Regions from separate parts of the Sus scrofa genome. Here all the other regions are linked to region 3. A link is a contact called in public Hi-C and HiChIP or PLAC-seq data. All regions are on one chromosome and are shown on one strand. Each heading gives the region's core, a stretch centred on a gene start, on an enhancer-like site or on the middle of the called end of the contact. The rest is flanking DNA. Distances are from core to core; before and after follow the strand shown. Region 1 has its middle 160 kb from the start of SLC12A2. Region 2 has its middle 100 kb from the start of SLC12A2. Region 3 overlaps LOC106509550 (a long non-coding RNA gene). Region 4 holds the start of LOC100516424. Region 5 overlaps LOC100516424.

The links. Hi-C and Micro-C count contacts between places; a contact is called where the count stands out from the background. HiChIP or PLAC-seq counts read pairs in DNA pulled down with a chosen protein or histone mark.
Region 1: an H3K27ac HiChIP or PLAC-seq map of skeletal muscle shows a contact between it and region 3. The contact joins two enhancer-like sites. A contact is called at or near these places in 1 of 47 Hi-C or Micro-C datasets (embryonic fibroblasts) and 1 of 2 datasets of contacts at active chromatin or transcription factors (skeletal muscle).
Region 2: an H3K27ac HiChIP or PLAC-seq map of skeletal muscle shows a contact between it and region 3, with 6 times the contacts expected there. The contact joins two enhancer-like sites. A contact is called at or near these places in 1 of 47 Hi-C or Micro-C datasets (fetal heart ventricle) and 1 of 2 datasets of contacts at active chromatin or transcription factors (skeletal muscle).
Region 4: a Hi-C map of skeletal muscle shows a contact between it and region 3, with 5 times the contacts expected there. The contact joins the promoter of LOC100516424 here to the enhancer-like site in region 3. A contact is called at or near these places in 1 of 5 promoter capture datasets (fetal skeletal muscle), 2 of 47 Hi-C or Micro-C datasets (both in skeletal muscle) and 2 of 2 datasets of contacts at active chromatin or transcription factors (alveolar macrophages and skeletal muscle).
Region 5: an H3K27ac HiChIP or PLAC-seq map of skeletal muscle shows a contact between it and region 3, with 7 times the contacts expected there. The contact joins two enhancer-like sites. A contact is called at or near these places in 3 of 47 Hi-C or Micro-C datasets (epiblast stem cells, psoas muscle and retroperitoneal adipose tissue) and 1 of 2 datasets of contacts at active chromatin or transcription factors (skeletal muscle).

The regions. Positions count from the first base shown.
Region 1 is chr2:130,853,382-130,856,081 of Sscrofa11.1, forward strand. It overlaps a transcript of LOC106509551 not described here. Among named protein-coding and RNA genes, the nearest start is that of SLC12A2, 160 kb to the right of the region's middle. Within about 2 kb of position 1,335, at least 7 of the 83 cell types and tissues checked have an H3K27ac peak or open chromatin away from gene starts, as enhancers often do. A contact at or near this core is called in skeletal muscle, where this site is marked.
Region 2 is chr2:130,911,759-130,914,458 of Sscrofa11.1, forward strand. No RefSeq gene overlaps it. Among named protein-coding and RNA genes, the nearest start is that of SLC12A2, 100 kb to the right of the region's middle. Within about 2 kb of position 1,388, at least 12 of the 83 cell types and tissues checked have an H3K27ac peak or open chromatin away from gene starts, as enhancers often do. A contact at or near this core is called in skeletal muscle, where this site is marked.
Region 3 is chr2:130,523,613-130,526,312 of Sscrofa11.1, forward strand. The region is part of intron 1 of LOC106509550 (a long non-coding RNA gene); the gene reads left to right. Among named protein-coding and RNA genes, the nearest start is that of CTXN3, 72 kb to the right of the region's middle. Within about 2 kb of position 1,254, at least 6 of the 83 cell types and tissues checked have an H3K27ac peak or open chromatin away from gene starts, as enhancers often do. A contact at or near this core is called in skeletal muscle, where this site is marked.
Region 4 is chr2:131,015,195-131,017,894 of Sscrofa11.1, forward strand. It overlaps LOC100516424, which reads right to left and starts at 1,347. Exons shown (of 6, transcript XM_021084715.1): 1 at 202-1,347. The coding sequence starts at 1,345. The coding sequence ends at 512. It overlaps SLC12A2 (solute carrier family 12 member 2), which reads left to right and starts at 1,236. Exons shown (of 27, transcript XM_003123899.5): 1 at 1,236-2,148. The coding sequence starts at 1,423.
Region 5 is chr2:130,971,066-130,973,765 of Sscrofa11.1, forward strand. All of the region lies in intron 5 of LOC100516424, which reads right to left. Among named protein-coding and RNA genes, the nearest start is that of SLC12A2, 44 kb to the right of the region's middle. Within about 2 kb of position 1,281, at least 3 of the 83 cell types and tissues checked have an H3K27ac peak or open chromatin away from gene starts, as enhancers often do. A contact at or near this core is called in skeletal muscle, where this site is marked.

The sequences.
Region 1 (2,700 bases), core at 85-2,584, 330 kb after region 3:
GTACTTCTCATTGTTAGGGGTATTAGATCAGACACTAGGGCAGTGGTTCTTAGCATTTCTCTGTTCAGTGAATACTTTTGGGTGGGGACTGCAAAGGGATCAAAAGGAGCACACCTTTTTTTTAGAAAGAACAATTTATAAAAACTGAAAAAAGCTTTCCAGCCATTCACTGGGCCACCACATCGCTCTCTCCCCCAATTAGCAATAAGTTGTACCCTGCACTTCCCTGACCTAACACAGCGCCCCTCCCCACCCCTCCAGCTATCTCTGTAACAATAGGATGGCAAAATGCAAATTTTACTCTTTGATTACAATTAGCAGCTGACTTAAGAAGAGCCTGAGGGACACTGAGAGCCACTCACTTAGAAAAGCATCATCTGGGGATGTTTCAGAAATAATTCCTGTGCAGGTGAGAACAGCGCATCCCCAAAATGCACATTCCAACTCTAAGTCTATGCTACTGAAGGGAAAATTACCTCTGCTGTTATGTATTTAGTCATTTTTTAAAGATGGTTTGTTTGTCTGTTGGCTGCAGCATGCAGCGGCTTGATGTGGGATCTCACTTCCCAGACTAGGGATTGAACCCAGGCCACAGTGGTGAGAATGCCAAGTCCTAACTACTAGATCAGCAGGGAACTCCCTATGTAGTCATTTTTTAAATATAACTCTCATTGACACTTTGCTAAGAGCCTGAAATTTTTAAGGGGATTAAGAATGGGAAGCTGGAAATAGACAAAAGCAAATGTCACCATTTCTTCCAGGCCTTTCACCTTTCAAGGTGACATGGAAAAATGAACATCGCCTGGCCTGATGCAAGCTGAATGCTGTAAGCTGAAAGCTCAAGTTGTCTGTTCTCTTTCTAAACTTTCCTAAATCTGCACAACTACCAACATCCGTTCTCCTGCTTCCTCTTTGTCATGACCCTAAATCTGTGCTCTCACTCCTGCTTCCCATCTGTTTAAGGCATTGAAAGAGGAGAAATCCTGAAAAATGGCTTATGCTTATAAAAACCTCCACTACAGTAGCAGTTGTGATGACATCATATCCCAACTCTGGCTCATCAGATTTGCCCCTTCTGTCTGACAGACAGGAATCTCTCTTGCCTCTGGGGCTCTTACTGCCTCTGGGTATGAGATTAAACCTGAGATTATGTGGTCAGCAGACAGACTCCTCCATGCCTCAGGCAGCCGTGGCAAGACTGTCTGAGTTTCCAGCAAAAGGCCAGGGAAGACCCCGCAGGGGGTTGAGATTTGGGGGCATGGAGAGCAGTCTGGACCTTAGGGATGCACAGCCCTTCCTCTGACAGATGAGGGAGCCTGGAGGAGGGAAGAGCAGCACAGACCGGATCAGGCTCAGGTTAGTGGTAGAGTCTGGAAAATTGGCTGGGGTGGCCTTGGGCTCTTTCCAGTACAAATAGGATGTGAGTCCTGGAGTCCCTTACTTGGTTGAAAAGATGAAAACACTCTTGTTATTCGTAATGTGTTTACAAACGGAACAAAAATATTTTTGTTATATGTGTAAAGAGGTCATTTAATAGTAAAACATACTTGGGTGAGAAATACCCTTTTCGGTGTACACAGTCATTAGTGTGTCTCCTTATCAGCATTTTCATTTAATACATGCAAACCTTACAGTTGGAATCAAAGCCTCAAGCCACCTCTCCTGTTTTGGCCTTCATGTTTCATCTCTCCTGCTTTTCCAGTTTTTTTTTTTTTTCCTGTGCATTGACTGAATAATATCCCCCACAAAATCCAGATATTGAAGCCCTAAGCCCCCATGTAAGTGTATTTAGAGGAGGGGGCCTCTGGGAGGTAATTAAGTTAGACGAGGTCATGAGGGAAGGGCCCTCTGAATGGGGTTCATGCCTTTCCCCGCCCCCCCCCTTTAGGGCCACACCCATTGCATATGGATTCAACCCAGGCTAGGGGTTGAATCAGAGCTGAAGCTGCCAGTGTACACCAAAGCCACAGCCACACAGGATCCAAGCTGCGTCTGAGACCTATATCACAGCTCAGGGCAACTCCTGATCCTTAACCCACTGAGTAAGGCCAGGGATTGAACCCACAACCTCACGGATACTAGTCTGATTCATTTCCGCTGAGCCACAACAGGAACCCCAAGCGCCACAATGAGAACTCCCATGACTTATAAGAAGATACGTCAGACAACCTGGGATTTCTTTCTCTACCATGTGTGGACACAGCAAGAAGGCAGCTGTCTGCAAGTCAGGACGAGAGTCCTCACCAGATCCCAACCACACTTGATCTTGGGCTTCAAAACTCTAGATCTCTGACAAAACAAATGTCTGTTCTTTAAGACACCCAGTCTGTATCTTGTTGTGATAGCCTGAGCTGACTGAGACACGCTGACTCTCTCTCTCTCTGTCTCGCTGTGTTTCTACCCTCTCTCTCTACTACTCTCCACGGAGAGGGCAGAGACAGGACCCAGACCTAGGGACTGTGATTGCCTACATGATGCCGCCCTGCTGTATTTTTGCCCTTTTATCATTAGCATTCAGTATACAAGGTCTTCTACCTATAATTATTGAATGATTTAAAAATAAATAAAATTAGGGAGTTCCCATTGTGGCTCAGCAGTAACAAAACTGACTAGCATCCATGAGGATGCAGGTTCAATCTCTGGCCTTGTTCAGTGGGTTAAGGATCCAGCATTGCCCTGAGCTGTGGTGCAGGTCACAGT
Region 2 (2,700 bases), core at 138-2,637, 390 kb after region 3:
TTCCACTCACCACCACCCCCCAATCCTATGAACTGATTGGGTTGTTAAATACAATTGTGAAATGTATTTGCAAAACTAAACAAACCCAAACACATAAAAGACATGCTAGGTATCCGGTCAGGTATGAAAAAGTAACCCTTGTATTATAGAACAGAAGACAAAAAGAATAATTGTGAACTAGTCCAAGTAAACAGGACGTGCTGTCATAATAAATTTAAAATCAAACACGAGGATCTGGCAAGGAGAATCGGGAAAGAAAGCAAAGAAAACTTCCTTCAGTCAGGCCTCAAGAAGAGTGCCAGTCCTGTGGATAGAGGAGAAGAGAAGCTGGTGGGGCCTCATGGGAAGCAGCCCTTCATTTCTGCTCCTGACCTTGTTGGAGCTTCACTCTGTGACATGGGCAAAATGCACATTCATTCATTCACCAGAGGTAATGATGCACACACCACACCAGGTTCCTAGCACACTGTATATATTGCCTATAAATTGAAAAACAAGGAGTTCCTGTCGTGGCGCAGTGGTTAACGAATCCGACTAGGAACCATGAGGTTGTGGGTTGGATCCCTTGCCTTGCTCAGTGTGTTAAGGATCCGGTGTTGCCATGAGCTGTGGTGTAGGTCACAGCCGCGGCTTGGATCCCATGTTGCTGTGGCTCTGGTGTAGGTCGACGGCTACAGTTCCGATTCGACCCCTACTGGGAACCTCCATATGCCGCAGGAATGGCTCTAGAAAAGGCAAAAAGACAAGAAAGAAAAAAGAAAAACAATAAATACCCTTGCTCACCTTGATTTGGAAAAATAGGAGGAAAGAAACTTTAATGAGACAAAATGCTCCAGTTCTAGTTTATGTTTGACTACTTACTAAGTATGTGACCACAGCAAGGTAGATCTTTGGTTTTCTCATTTGTAAAACAGCTTTTCAACAACTATCCCATGTGTGACCAAACATAAGCAGTTAGCAAGTTCTAAGTGATAATAAATATTAGGCAAGTTGCTATGTTTTTCATCCAGGGAGGTGTTTCGGGCTCTTAAATCCCAGACGAACAGATGTCACAGAAAGTTTGTTATAGAAAGAGATGGAATTCCCTGGTGTCCCCGCAGCTTAAGGATCTGGTGGTGTCACAGCAGCGGCTTGGGTCATTGCTGTGACGCAAGGGTGATCCCTGGCCTGGGAACTTCTGCATGCAAGGCACGGACCAAAAAAAAGAAAAGAAAAAAAGAGAAGGTTGATAATTCCATGGTCCCCTTTGCTCTGCTGCCCTCAAAGTGGAGAGCTGCAATACTTCGTCTTCCCTTTGGCAGTGATGGGCTCACCGTGTCAGCCAGGCCTGTTGTACCTTATGAGATCCCGAGGATTCTGTAGCTGTGGTAGCCAGGTCCCTACATGAAGGGCGGGAACGGATCTGGGAAAACGAAGCCAACACTCAGCTTCTCTGGCAGCGATGAGAGATTGTGATGGAATGTGAACGAATTCCAGTCTTCTGGAGGCTTCTCAGCTTGTTTCTCATATCTTCCTTCAGTTTGAATACATCCCACTTGGTGTGTAAGCTAATGTGGACTGGCTTCTGTCCACAATGTGATGACTGACCCGTAGACAAAGGCAGGAACACACGATTGCTTCGCCCCGGGATTAAAGCTGTCTATACAAATGCTCGGGGCTGGGCCAGTGGCCAGAACTCTTTCCTGAAGGAGACTCACAGTCACAGTCTCCAGCTTTGGTGAAGGGACAGATGCTGACATGCTGACTGGGTGGTGAGGGCAAGAGGGAAAGGCGTCAGGGGTCCTTGGGCCTAGGCCTGAGCTCAGGCCCTCAAAGCTGCGCTCTGACCTTTAAGCCACAATTAAGGTATCAGAGGTATAAACAGGATATTAATCCTGGCACTGCCACCAACGAAGTTACTTTGGGCCATTCATGCGGCATTTCCGGGGCTGGTTTTCCTTTATAAAAGTAGGGTCTCGCATTGCAAAGTGCTGTGATTCTTGAAGCTCCATGAAAATTTACTTTGCACGTAACAAAAAAGTAACTTATCTAGTCAGATCCTTTCTTTTCATACAGTGCTTAAGCTAGATATTCATGTGCCTGGCGTGAGGTGAGAACAGGTATCGTGCTAGAATGTTTGTTCTTGTTACTTCAGGTTAAGTCTGTTTTCTGGTCAATTATGCTGCCTTTTTGACCAAAGGTACAGTAAACAATATCAAAGTTATAGCCTGATAGCACGTGATGCACCTGAGCTGGAGGCCTCATTGATTCTTTCTGGTAATGAACTTGACACTCCATCAAGCTCCTGCTTGAGCTGTCATCACGACCTGTCACATGCCTGACACTTTGGTAGCATAAGTCTCATGTGATGTGAATTATCTATCTCATTTTCTTTATCATTGTTAGATAACGCACAGGTGATGGATACAATAGCACACACGTATCAAATTGATTATGATCCCAAAAAAAGGAGAGATGAGAAATGATATATGATGAGTGTTTGGGGAGAGATTTTGATGTAAATAGTTGACTCTGTTTTTAGTAACAATGTTTATGATAATAACTAAATAACTAAAATAATTGAAACTATATGCCAGGCACTGTCCTAAGTGCATTATGCATGTTAATTCATTTAAAGTCCTCGCATCAACTCTATGATAGACTCTAATTATCCACATTTACAGTTGCAAAAACCAAGGCACAAAGAGGTCAAGTAACTTC
Region 3 (2,700 bases), core at 4-2,503:
CCCAGAGGCTAAGCCCTCCTGGGGGAGAAAGAGAAAATAACAGCCAAGAAAACTTTGCATGCAAATCACAGACAGAGAAGAAAGAATATGTATTTGTGTGTTACGTGTGGATGTTTGCGCATGTTTGTGTCAAAAAGAGAAAATATATACTGTGCCAATCACATTCGGGAGCAGCATCTTAGATATGACTGGATATGTGAAGTTACTCAGAGGACTCTGACATCTTAAAACAGTGCACTTCATAAACTGTCTTTGTTACTTGAAAAAAGAAATCTCGGTGCTCTCATCGTGGCTCAGTGGAAACGAACCCAACTAGTATCCATGAGGACGTGGGTTCCATCCCTGGCTTTACTCAGTGGGTTAAGGATCCATCATTGCCATGAGCTATGGCGCGGCTCAGATCTTGCATTGCTGTGGCTCTAGTGTAGGCTGGCAGCTGTAGCTCTGATTCAACTCCTAGCCTGGGAACTTCCATAGGTCACACCTGTGGCCCTAAAAAGCAAAAAAAAAAAAAAAAAAAAAAAAAAAGGAAAGAAAAAGAAAAAGAAATTTCTATGAAAGTGAATTCACAGGAATCATGATAGACTTTTTCAGCTTAAGCCAAGGGACAGCCTCCTTAGAGCTGCTGAATGGTACATAGGAAAGCTTGATATCAAAGTAGGTTCACAATAAACATTACTATCTTCCTCCTTTATTTCATCAAAAGGAATGATAGAAACAAAGGCAGGTAGGAGGGAGAAGAAATGGGGAAAGAGGGAAGGAATCTAAAGTTGGAGAGGAAGAATAGTTTCCCTCAAAAGACTAAATACAAAAGACTAAATACAAAAGACTAAATAATAAGACATGGATGAAATTCTGCATTTAAATAGAGATACTTGTGGACATTTCAGGCCGTTTTCCACAGCCCATCCTGTCAATTCCCTAGTATAGGAGGCTTTTTAAATCTTAGACTTTACAGCCAATTCACTCTGCTACACCGATTGCATAGCTTAAAAAGACATGACACCCCCTGCCCTGCCACCCCACTGGCCAGATTGGAGGTGTCTTTCTATGCTGCTTATCTCTGAGTGTTTGTTTTTAAAGGGAAAAGAAGTTTAGCAGCAGTTGTGAACTGTACCTTTAAAAACTAACCTTTGAAATCAGGCTGTGATCATCTTGACCTTCACTGGACCGTATGATTCTCTAGAAGTCCAGACGCGTGAATAGATCTCTTTGTGTGCTCAGCCCTCGTCCAAGCCAAGCCAGCCTGGGTTTTGTTTTGGCAAGTCCACGAGAACGCCACAGACAAGTCGGTTTTGATTTACAGATACCCGTAAGGAGATGTGATTCCTTTCCAGGAAAAGGGCACGGTGGCTAATTTGCTTTAATTTATATACACAGGGCTCTTTTAGCAGCTGGGACTGCAGTTGGGCTTGGTCAAAGTGGGTGCTTCGGCAGGAAGCATGGCTCCCAAATGCTCAGTGGGAGACTGTCCATCTGGAAAGACACAGAGGCCAGGAGGTGGCAGGTGAAAATGGACAGAGGGAGAATTCAGTGACAGAAACCTCAACATCTCACCGTAAAAGTTTCCAAATTGTATTTCTCTGGATCTGGTTTTCTTTGCTTTCGTTACTTCCTGTTTTTCAGGCACAGGTGGCACTTTTGCCTAGACACTGCTGACTGCTACGGTTTTTTCTGACATGTGGTTTTTGATTGGATTAAGATTTCTATAAAAACTAGGTTGATGTGGCCCAGACAGCATAGTGTCAATTTTCCACTTGTGTACGTGGTTCCTCTTCATGTCATAAGTGAAAGGTATAATGTCACCATCCCCAAAGCCCAACAACATGTATAGGGGCCCCAGAACTCTTTGGATACTTGAACTTCAGTAAGTTTAAGCAAAGAGAAAAATGGGCAGTATCCTTTGGATCGCTAGGACTCCCCTCTAATAGGAGGTCACTCAGCCGCTTTGGCCACAGGGCTAGAAAGGCGGAGCACGGCTGCCTCAGTTTCCAGGCTGGCTGGCTGGGCACGGATGACAATTTTGGCTTGGCCATGGGATGAACCTGCAAGCCCAGGGAAAAGTCTGTGCTGCTCAGAGGGGACCTTAAAGAAAAGCATCCGCTGCAGCTTTTCCAGCCCCCATTCTGCACATTTGTCCTTTGTTCCCTGACAACCCAGAGAGACAAAGGGACTTCTGTCCTTTGACGGGTTGGCCTCCCCTCCGTGGAGCCTTCTGCTCCCTCTCCTATTCTCCACTCCATTCAGACGGTTCCTGGGACCGGAAGGTGATAAAAGAAACACATTTCAAAGAGCGAAAACAAGCATCCAGGAAGGATCTTGCCATCAGGTTGAGACAAATGAAAAGCCCAGGCCTCTAGTTTCTCCATCTGAATCTGGAGCAGCTGAGGAAGAAACGGTGGCTCTGAGCAGCTGTCAGCAGGTGCTTCAGAGGTGGAAGCCTGGGGGCCAAGACACCTCCCTCTTGGCTCCGTCTCTGGTCTGGAAGACTCTAACCTCCCTCTGTCCCATGTCAGTTTCCTCTCCTGCTTGTTGACACTCTTACTTTCCCTCTTTCCTGTCTTTGCTTGTCAGTGTTTATCTTCTGCTCAAAACTCCCCACTCCCATCACCTTCCACCTGCCCAGAAGATCCGCTCAAGTTTCAGCTCTGTATGTAGCCCCCTCTCTAGAGCAGGGAATCCTGGTAATGGCTCTCCCTC
Region 4 (2,700 bases), core at 97-2,596, 490 kb after region 3:
CTACATTTTACAAGTAGGCCTGCACAGGAAAAGAGTACCTTTATGTTTTACTTGAAATAGCCCAATTCTTCATACCCCAAGCACGTCAAAACTTCCTAGTTAGTAGTCCACGGTTAGTTATTGCTTTCAGTGTATTCATTTATATGCTGTTTCCTATTTTGGGGGGGGAAATGCTACAAGTTAAAAAGGCTCCTTTCTCACCTTCGAACATCACAGCTTTTAAAATGATGGTGTAATCGGAAATGCAGACACACCCACTGCATCTCCACTGGAATTCGTATCTGGTTATGCAAATCTAACGCTGCCAGGCGGGTAAACGCCTCAAAGGCAGCCCAGAGGAAATCCTGCCTCCCTCTAGGCTCAGGCCTGGAGTGGGTGAGGGGATTCGCGGCGGTCCAGAGCTCCTAGCAAGGCCAGGCCTTGCTGGAGGGTGCACCTTGCCCCCAACTCCGGAAGCACCTGCGGGCCCAAGAAGAAAGCCCCAGACATCACCCGCAGGAGAGCAGGGCGGTTAGCGGCACCGGCATCGCCTCGGGTACCACGCGCCGCAGGGGAAGCGGCCGGGTAGTCCTGCAGCATCTCGCGAGATCTCGCCGGCTGGGTCCAATACTGAGAGCTCAGAAACGTAAAAAAAAAAAAAAAAAAAAAAAAAACCAAAAAAAGGAGCAGGCGATACTCTCCGGGGCCACCACCGCGGTGGCAGCTGTCGCTGGAACATCAGCAATAAGCGTGTGCCGAGGCAGGGGCAGCGCTCCCCTTCGCCGGCCCGGCCGGGCACCGTCCGCAGCCCGAGTTGCCGTGGCCTGGGCTGCCGGCCCACTGACGCGCGGTCCCAGGGGCGGGGAGAGAGGGAGGCGGCCGGGGGGCCCGTTCCTCTCCGCCGCAGAGCGGGGCGGGGGAGGGAGGTGGAGGGGTTGGAGGAGGACGACGGAAGAGGAGGAAGCGACGCGGAGATCTTCCCGGAGACGACAACGAGGCGGCGCCCGACCGCTCCCGGACTGTGCTGCTCGTGCTGCCCGAGGCCCGGCGTGGACTGGCCGGACGCGATTCCTGCGTTGGATCGCGCTGGAGCCTGGCACCGAGAGAGTCTCCGCTGCGCGCCACTGCGGGATCGCGGGTGGGCGGGCTGAGAGGCGGAGGAGCCGCGGGCCCCGCCTCCCGCGTGCAGCAGCCGGAGCCGCCACCACCGCGGCCCCGCCGAGGCTTTAAACAGCGGGGACCGCCCCGCGGCTGCTGCACTCGCGCGCAGACTCGCCTGTCGGAGGCGTTCGTGCCGGCCCGGGCTAGCGGCCGCGAGCGCGACTGGGAGAGCGACTCCCTTACCTGGCGTTGCGGCCGCAACCATCGCCGGCCAGGGGTGCGGAGGGCGTGCAGTCCGCGAGGTCCGCCAGGCTCTCTCGGTCCGCCGGGGGTCGGGCGGAGATGGAGCCGGGGCCCAAGGCGCCCTCCCCCGGCGCCCCGAGGCTGGCGGCGGGTGGGGAGACGCCTCCAGCCGCCGCGCTGGCTGCCGCCGGGGTGGACCTGCCCGGCACGGCGGTGCCCTCAGTGCCTGAGGATGCTGCGGCTGCGAGCCGGGGTGGCGGCGGGGTGCGCGGGGAGGGTGCCGCGGCGGCCGGGGACGGACTGGGCAGACCCTTGGGGCCCACCCCGAGCCAGAGCCGCTTCCAGGTGGATCTGGTTTCGGAGAATGCCGGGCGGGCGGCGGCGGCTGCTAGCGCTGGCGCGGGCGGCAAGGAGACCCCGGCAGACGGGAAAGCCAACGGCGAAAGCGGTCTAGCCAAAGGCAGCGAGGAAGCCAAGGGCCGTTTCCGTGTGAACTTCGTGGACCCGGCTGCCTCTTCGTCGGCGGATGAGAGCATGTCGGATGCGGCGGGGATCGGCGGCGAAGGGCCCAACGTGAGCTTCCAGAACGGCGGGGACACAGTGCTGAGCGAGGGGAGCAGCCTGCACTCGGGCGGCGGTGGCGGCAGTGGGCACCACCAGCACTACTACTATGACACCCACACCAACACCTACTACCTGCGCACCTTCGGCCACAACACTATGGACGCCGTGCCCAGGATCGACCACTACCGGCACACAGCGGCGCAGCTGGGTGAGAAGCTGCTCCGGCCCAGCCTGGCAGAGCTTCATGATGAGCTGGAAAAGGTGAGCTCCCCTGGCCCTCTCTCTGCAGCCCTGCCTGCTTCCCCCAGCCACTAGCCCTCGCTGACCGTGGGTTATAGTCGCGCACCCGCGGGTGAAGCGGTGGGAATGGACGTGCATGACTCGCTGGCATCTCTGGATTCAGCTGTCAAGGGTGGAATTGCAGAAGAATGTAACTTAATCTCTTAAAAGTTTGCAGCGGGTTGGGCTAGTTACGTGATACCGGAGAGACTGCATTTAACAACCTTTCCCATCCAGTTATATATCTTGCGTACGGTTTTTTTTCCCTCCTCACCCACGCTTAAACAATTACCATTCTTCTGAATGACAGTTGTGCTTTAAAGCCCCAGAAGGGAATGTGCAGGAGGTTTAGGTGAGGACTTCTCTCTGGAGAGCGTGGAGATCATCCACCTACCGTCGGTGTCCTTTTTAAAAGGTTGTACTATATGGCTTATGTACACCCATTAGGGTTCCCAAGAGTGGGGATATAAGTGTTTGAAGGGAAAAATCTTACCAGGGTGTGTTTGTGGTCTATGAATTATTAAGTCTCAATTC
Region 5 (2,700 bases), core at 31-2,530, 450 kb after region 3:
TTATCTGGTTTCCGGGGGGAAATGATAGGGCTATGACTTGGAGGACTTATCATGGGAAACAGGTCTCCAGGACACTGAAGTTACTTGTTTGGTCCTGTTCGCCACACAATTAACACCCCTCCAGGAGTGTTCCCTGGAGTTCTGCAGAACAGTCGCAGGAAGAATAAATGGGATATCTGTTCTTCCAGTTTGCGATGGCAGAAGAACATGTATCCAGAGTCTAAAAGGTGGTCCTTCTTATTTACCTATAGGATGGCCAAATATCCAAGCTTAGATATTACCAGACCATTGTCTTGAAAACTATCGCTTAAAAATAAGGGGCTTTACACTTTAAATCAGTGAACTGAATGATATGTGAAATATATCTCAATAAAGCTATTTTAAAAGAGGAGGCTAGAATACAGGTGACATATTGCAGCAATAAAGAAAATACAGTGCCCTGAATTCAAGAACTATTTGTTGAATAAATTAATAGATGAATGATAGCCCAATTAGAAACATTTAATCCATCTATTTTTTTAAATAACTATGGGAGTTCCTGTCGTGATGCAGCAGAAACGAAACCGACTAGGAACCATGAGGTTGTGGGTTCGATCCCTGGCCTCCCTCAGTGGGTTAAGAATCCCGTGTTGCTGTGAGCTATCATGCAGGACGGCAGCTGTAGCTCCGATTAGACCCCTAGCCTGGGAACCTCCATATGCCATGGGTGCGGCCGTAAAAAGCAAAATAAATTAAAAATAAAATAAAATAAAATAAATATAATATGCCTAATTCCAGAACTTAGATCACTGGTAAAAATATAAGAAACTTCAAGCTCTAAACATTAGAAATATTTAAAGTAGGTCTCCACATACTAACAATAAAATTACCATTGATTTGGCGTTACTGGGAGTATCAAGAAAAAAAATACAAGGGAAGCAGAGTTCTAGGGATGCGAATATAAATCAAATTATTAGGGCAATTTTTAAGATCTGAGCATGGTGGATGTGGCAGCCGGCCTACAAGATGATCCCCAGTGATTCCCAATTCCCGGAATTCGTTGAGCCCTTCCCCCATTACGTTAGGGTTAGGTCGTTCTACTGGCCAGTCACACTGGGCAAGTGCGGAAGCTTGTCACTTCCAAGGCTAAGTCATAAAAGACAGCGTACCTTCTATATTCCCCATCCCTACCAACACTTTCTTAGATAATTTGCTCTGGGGGAAATGAACTGCTGTGTCATGAGCAGCCCTGCAGAGAGGACCTGGCAGTGAGGAAATGAGGCCTCCTGCTAACAGCCAAACTCGGGAGCTTAGCAGAAGCTCTCCCAGTTCAGTCAAGCCTTCAGATGCCTGCAGCACCAGCTGACAGCTTAACTGCAACTTCAGGAGAGACCCAAGCCAGAACCACCCAGCTAAGCTCCTCCTGCACTGCTGAGTGTCAGAAACTGTGTGGGATAATAAATGCTTGTTGTTTTAAGCTTCTAAATTCGGAGATAATTTGTTACTCAGCAATACGTAAAGTAGAGAATAAGAGAAGTAACAAAAATGTAGAGATCCCAGGCTTATATAACATTATAGGCTATTCTAGAAAACATAGCACTGGTGAAATTCTCTAAGACCTAGTTTGCCTGAGGGCTTCTATCCTAGTATTTCCTTCTTCTCCAAAATATTTCAACATGCTTGACTGGAAGATTTTATTTTCCTGTGGAAACATTTTTCTAACTGCATAGTGAAAGTTCATAGAAAATTTAGATTTACTTTAACTTGGTCATCGTTTTTCTTTATAAATATTAATGTTCTATTCTTAAACACTAGATGTATTTGCCTTATAATAACCATAAAATTCATTATGTAAAAACATGATTCTATATTTAAGTCTAGAAGAGTTAAATTTTAAGGTTTTATCTTTTCCAGTGTAGAACTTTATTTTACTTTTTTTGGGATTCTTTTTATATTAGCTACAGTAGAGTTAATTTACAATGTTGTGTTAGTTTCAGGCGTGGAACAAAGTGATTTGATTATACATGTATAATTCATATACATATATATTCTTTTTTAGATTCTTTTCTATTTCTATAAATTACTACAAGATACTATAGTTCCCTGTGCTATACAGCAGGTCCTTATTGCTTATCTATTTTATACACAGTAATGTGTATCTGTTAAGCACAAACCAGAATTTTCTTATTCTTATTATGGTTCTGACAACAGATACTTCTCAGTTTGAGTAAAACTAGAGTGTAGAAGATGGTATCTTTTTTGTAGATATATAGCTCAAAAACATGTGAAGGTGCTGCTGCCCACTATAAGACAAAATTATCTGTCTTAGAAAAAGCTATTCTTATTAAAAAAAGAATACTTTCCTTTGCAGGTTTAATGATGCCAATTTATTACAATGAATATCTCCAAATAACAATGAGTGTGATGCATGATAAGAATGTGGTGGTATTTATAGAGTTTCCGCTCCACCATTTATATGGCTATTGAGTGACTTCTGATAACCATGTTCATCAAATAACAACACCCTCTGGCCCACGGTGATTGTGCCAAGGTGAGCATCTGTGAATCCTCAAAATCTGGAAGGGTGAATGGGGTGGGGAGATGAGAAAGGATTGAGACGGATTTAGTTTTTCTCAGGTTGGCTGAGTCCATGACATAGAAACTTAGTTGCTGCCCGTGGCCATGTTTTTAGCGTGAAGCAGGGGGAAGACTGCTGGCTGA